Regions from separate parts of the Mus musculus genome. Here region 2 is linked to region 1. Evidence: chromatin contacts called from public HiChIP or PLAC-seq data. All regions are on one chromosome and are shown on one strand. Each heading gives the region's core, a stretch centred on a gene start, on an enhancer-like site or on the middle of the called end of the contact. The rest is flanking DNA. Distances are from core to core; before and after follow the strand shown. Region 1 holds the start of Nkx6-3 (NK6 homeobox 3). Region 2 has its middle 23 kb from the start of Gm30633.

What was found. HiChIP or PLAC-seq counts read pairs in DNA pulled down with a chosen protein or histone mark.
Region 2: an H3K27ac HiChIP or PLAC-seq map of embryonic stem cells shows a contact between it and region 1, with 2.6 times the contacts expected there. The contact joins the enhancer-like site here to the promoter of Nkx6-3 in region 1. A contact is called at or near these places in 4 of 39 promoter capture datasets (the C10 cell line, frontonasal cranial neural crest and liver) and 2 of 115 datasets of contacts at active chromatin or transcription factors (both in embryonic stem cells).

The regions. Positions count from the first base shown.
Region 1 is chr8:23,151,951-23,154,650 of GRCm38.p6, reverse strand. It overlaps Nkx6-3 (NK6 homeobox 3), which reads right to left and starts at 1,380. Exons shown (of 3, transcript NM_029002.2): 1 at 682-1,380. The coding sequence starts at 1,066.
Region 2 is chr8:24,357,976-24,360,675 of GRCm38.p6, reverse strand. No RefSeq gene overlaps it. Among named protein-coding and RNA genes, the nearest start is that of Gm30633, 23 kb to the left of the region's middle. Within about 2 kb of position 1,330, at least 37 of the 459 cell types and tissues checked have an H3K27ac peak or open chromatin away from gene starts, as enhancers often do. A contact at or near this core is called in embryonic stem cells, where this site is marked.

The DNA of each region.
Region 1 (2,700 bases), core at 131-2,630:
TCTCCCAGTATGCCCCACTGGCACATGCCCCGGGCACTTCCTGGATCCCTGATTGGCATAATACCCACCCCCTCCACTCCAGTTCTCAGAAACCTGAGTCTCAGGGATGGGTGGGGTAAGCCCCCCCCCCCCCCGCCCCGCTCCCTAGCAGTCAGGGCCAAGGTCATCTTAGCGCTCTGGTTCTGCCATTGCTGACATGAACGGGGGAACAGGAAGGTGGGTGATGGGCCCTGGATGGGACCCCAGTGGGTTTTTGGAACAATCCTATATAACATTGGGCTCTTAGGGATACGATACTAAATTCATTAAGTTTTCTTCACCAGGGTAGCACTGTGCCTCACTGTGTGAAGGGGCGCCATGTCTCCGGGCAGAAGCGAACTTAAGCTACGTGCTGCATATGGTGGGATGGACTGTGATCGTGGGGCCTGGAGAACCCAAGGTCCCTTGAAGGGCAAGAAGTGACTGTGGGTCCAGACACCTGTGCTAGGTAGAAGTAGGGAGGAGGGAGAAGGGTGGGGTTCAGTTCTGCTGTGAGCTGAGAAAAGGGACCAGGAATTGGCAGGGCTGTGTAATAGCGGCTGAGGTTAGGTAGGTCGCGTGCAGCCCGGCCTTTAAAAGACCCCCCCCCTCCTGCCTTCTCCCCGGGACAGGTTGGGCTGGGGGTGAAGGCCCTGTACTCACTGTTGCTGCATGGCCGAGCGCTGCCTCTCCAGTCCTGGCCTGTGTCTGCCCAGCAGTTCCGGGTCCGGGTCGGGTACTCATTTCCAGCCTTGGAAAAGCTCCCCACCTGGGGGCCATAGTAGACGCCCTGGGAGCTGAGTCCACCAAAGCCTGCCACGTGGGGGTAGCCAGAGAGGAGGCTGCTGTTCGGGGTGGCAACCGGTCTGCTCAGGATGTCAGTGATTCCATGGGGAGTCCCAGCCGCCAGCTGGGGGCCAAGTCCCGGAGGGCTGAGCTTGTAGAAAGAGTTCTGCACCGAGTACTGGCACATGGGAGCCTTCATTTCTGAGAACTGGGCCAGCTGTGTGTTGTTCAGGAGGAAGGTCCCCTGCAGGTTGGACTCCATGGTCTCCAGGTCAGCGAATCGGTGGTCCAGGAACCCTTAAAGGCCAGCACTTCAAATGGTGGCCCAGAACCTCATGACAGGTTTGGAGAATCAGAGCCCCCCATCCCACCCCGAGCCTCAGACTGCCCTCTGGCTCGGCCCTTCCTCAGAGATGGGGCACCTACGTCAGCCCTCTGGCAAGTCAGGTGTCCAGAGAAGGTGGGCGGCCTTCCTCTTTCCCTCTCTGCCCGCTGGGCCTAAGGAGGGGTGCTTTCCATACTCAGAGCACCCGGTTTCTCTGCCTCTGAGTCTGGGGGCCCTCCATCAGAAGTTTTAAGTTCAGAGAGGGGACATTTCCTTGATAAAGATATGGCCCATTAGAATACAGACCTGAGACTGGCTGAGCTGCAAGCGCTGTGTCGCCATTGGTTGGAGACCACATGGGCCTCACATTGGCTTCTCCTAGACAAATTGCACTTTGAAAGATTGACTGTAAATCAGCCAGTCCGTGTGTGTGTGTGTGTGTGTGTGTGTGTGCATGTGTGTGTGCTCATGTGCGTGTGTGAAAGAATTAGCTCTAGGCGCCCTGAGCCTGGTCACAGGCTCCATTTGCTTACCCAAGTCCAGTATCTAAGAAAAGGTGGGCGCCTGGAGGTAGGGACTGGAGGCTCCTGCGGAAGTCAGAGAGAGAGAGAGAGAGAGAGAGAGAGAGGCTCAGAGGTCACAGTCCCAAGCTGCCCCTGTCGGAATGAATGTGACGCTTTGAGGTAACATACAGCTGCTTCCCTTTCTCCTGGGTAAGTGGGGAGACTGAGCAATCACTATTCTCTGGGGGAATGCAAGTCTCTGGCCTTGAGACCACGGGGTGGGAAACGTCTTGCTTAGGGAGTGGGCCGTGGAACAGCTCTGGGAGTTGCAGGGGTGTGGGGGGTCAGAAGGCATTCCACTGAAGAATGGTGGTTCCTGTTTCTCCCAGCCAGCCTTTCTTGGTCTCTTGAGTAGTCTGGCTGGCTGTGTCCTGGGTGAAGTCTCTTTCTCTCCTGTGAGCAGCCCTGGGCTCCTGAGGCAGAGACCTAAGCAGGGCAGTCGGGCTGAGGCTTGGGGCTACACTGACTATAAGGACGCCACCATTCGCTTTGTTTCTGAGGAATTTTTGCAATCTGATGATTCTTGTGGGTACCGTCTCTCAGTTGATAACGGGGAAACAGAGGCACAGAGGAATCAGGGCTTGCCTGCCAGGCTAGTCTCTAAATTCTTTCCTGAAGTCACCTGAAGTGTGAAATGGCAGGTGCAAGGTGATTGGCTATCTAAATGACTTCTTCCTGACCAGGCCACTGGGGCTTTGGGGAACACACTGTCTTGTGTTTGGAGGGATCTGTGTTTTCACAGGTGAGAGACAGAGCCTTTTCTTTGTTAGCTTTGTTTGAGGCAGAGGTCTGAGGTAGAGAAAGCTGGCTTGCTGTGGAGAATTTGACTGTAATGTAAGCAATACTTTCCGTGCCATGGGTGATTTAGGTGAGGATCAGATAGAAAAGCTTTTACGCAGGGCAAGATGACCTTCCTACAGGTTGGGCTATTTTTTTGAAGACCTTTAAAATTAAGAGTCTCAGTGTGTGTGTGTGTGCGCTCTCTCTCTCTCTCTCTCTCTCTCTCTC
Region 2 (2,700 bases), core at 81-2,580, 1.2 Mb before region 1:
ATTTAGTCTGTTGGTTTCAATGGTATCCCATTTCTAAAGCACCACTCATGCTATATAGCAGCTCTGTGTTGGTGCAATTTTTAAAGCCATTTTATTGTGTTCTTATACCTTTAACTCTCTTCCCCTTTCTCCGCGCCAATCCTTTCTAACCTCCCAATACTAGGTAGGAGAGAAAGAAGGTTAGAGGGGAAAGGGGGCATAGGCTTCTATAAGCTACTTCCTGCTGATAAGAAACACTAGGTTCCTTAGGGGAAAGTACAATGTTTATAGTCAGAATATCCAGAATATCCAGAAAACCAGCAATCCAGCAATAACAAATACAAAAGCAAACCAGCAGCAGCAGCTGGGTGACAGCAGATAGGACAGCAGCAGAGGGAGCAGCAGTCACTCTAGCCCCTCTCAGGACTCTCCCACTTATACCTTCTCCAGAATCCCCAGAATTAGACTCTCTGCCCCTGGCAAATATCACACCCCCGCTAGTGCATGAGGCAAATCATAATCACCTTCTATGACCCCGCTTCTTATCCCACACTTGGGATTCAAACAAAAACATAGTCATGTAACATAACTGTGTTTTTAAAGAAACCCAAACTCTCACTACAGCTATATTCTCTCTTCAGTTCTAGAACAATCTCTTGTATAAGCTTGTTCTCTTGTTGTCTTTGAATTTCACTCTTCAAACTTGAGACAGGAACTGGCCATGGTGGCTTGGTAGGCTGTAGAATTTTCAGGGCCCCTCACCCATCGGAAACTACTCAGGCTCTACCTATCGACCCATTTTTCCTGTGTATTGAAATTATTTTGAGTTATCTTTCTCTACTTGAATATTTGGTAGATGGCTTTGGAAGGCTGGGAGTTAAATTCAGATCCTTAGACATGCTAAGCGATATATGATTCAGCCATACCCCTGCTCAAAACTGATTGTTTTAATAAAAGCAAAGACAGGGAAAGTTAAAAGATAGAGCAGAAGTTCCTTTTTTCAAGGATATAAGGAATGAGTCTTTTCTGCATTAGAGAAACTATGAATCACAAGAGGAGAAGGATTTAGTGCAGGGTTTCAATCTAGGAAACAACCTGACCCTTAATCTCTGAGCTTTCCCCTGTTGTCTCCCTTTGAGCAATACTTTAAATACCTTAAATTCCTTTCACTTTGGCTTCAGCTGGAGATATCTAAACTTGGTTCTCAAGCCACCTCTTTTAAATCTCTCTTTTTTTCTGTTCATCTTCTAGTGTCACAAGCAAGGATTGGGTATGGAGGACACCCACTGGGATTTCCAGGGTCTTGTCAGAAACAAGAATTAGACCTGAAGCATATGGATAGTGAGAGAAACAAAGGAACTGGGCTGGAGAGGTTAAGAAGCAACCAGACACTGCACTGCACTGGGCTGGGCTGGGCTGGGCTGGGCTGGGCTGGGCTGGGCTGGGCTGGGCTGGGCTGGGCTGGGCTGGGCTGGGCTGAGGTGAGCTGGGCTGGGCTGAGGTGAGCTGGGCTGGGCTGGGCTGGGCTGGGCTGGACTGGTCTGGATCTGTACAATGCAGGCTTTCTACCAGAGTGCTGTTAATGTGAGCCTTGGTGGGGAGGGCCCACAGATTTTCATGGATTCCTTCACATGTTAGTCTATATACTCCCCCTCCCCACTCTTCTGTATTGTGTACATGTGAGCTATCCTGTCGACAAACTTCTCTCTTTCTCTATTTTTCCCCACTTCAATCGGTCCTTTGTTGCAGAAGGTCCTGGTTAAGAATTCAGAGTAGAAGTGAATTATTTTTGCCTCTTACACAGATAATAAATGCTTAAGAAACATTTCCTGAGTTACACGCCAGATTATATTAACAACAGAGCCCGACAATGAAGATGTCTCTGCATCTACCAGGACACTTAAGTTTCTCAAATGTTTGCATGATAGTTAATATACAAAACGATTTTCAGGCCTTCTGTTACTGGCTCTGGGGTATTGTTAGCATACACATGATTCTGCTGGCTTGCCCTTGGGGACCTGGCAATTGCTTACCTTATCACCTGCCACTGCTGAGGCCAAGTGAGCCAGATGTGGACTGCTAGCTACCCTAGCTCTCTCTCTGTTGTCCCCAGCCAGTCTCCCTCTCCCCATTTCTGTTGTCCTCTGTTCCCCCCCCCCCCGACTCTGCTCTCAAGGCTCTGCTCCTGTCTGTCTGCCTGTCCACATATCTACTCATCTGCCTCTAACCCTTCTCCAGTTTTCACCTCCTCCCTTCCCCCAAATAAACCCTCTTACACCAACCAGATCTGTTACATTATATTTCATAACAGGTATGGCTACTTGAAAACCAATACACCAGAGACAGTGCCTGGTTGGAAGGAAGTGAGATGCTTTTTCAGGTACCATGACCCTGGAGGTGGAAGAGTTAGCGCATATTCTAGGCTCCTTCGTGAGGAACTCAAGCATGTGGAAGGTTTGTTTTTGTGGGGAGGGAGAAAAGGATCAGGGGTAGGGTATTTGCCTCTTGCTTTTCTTCCCTAGGTCCAGTTCCAAGTAGTTACACCTCACAGAAGTCTATGTGCAGTGCTAGCCAGTGCAGAGGATTACAGAACAAGGATGGCACTGCTAACTTTGAGTGGCAGTAAAAGCTTTGCTCACCTAGAGCTTGTGTGTCTGGAATTGCATGGCTGCCCTTCCCTTAGAGGTGCCTCCTGGAGATATTTTTATTTAAGTAGAGAGG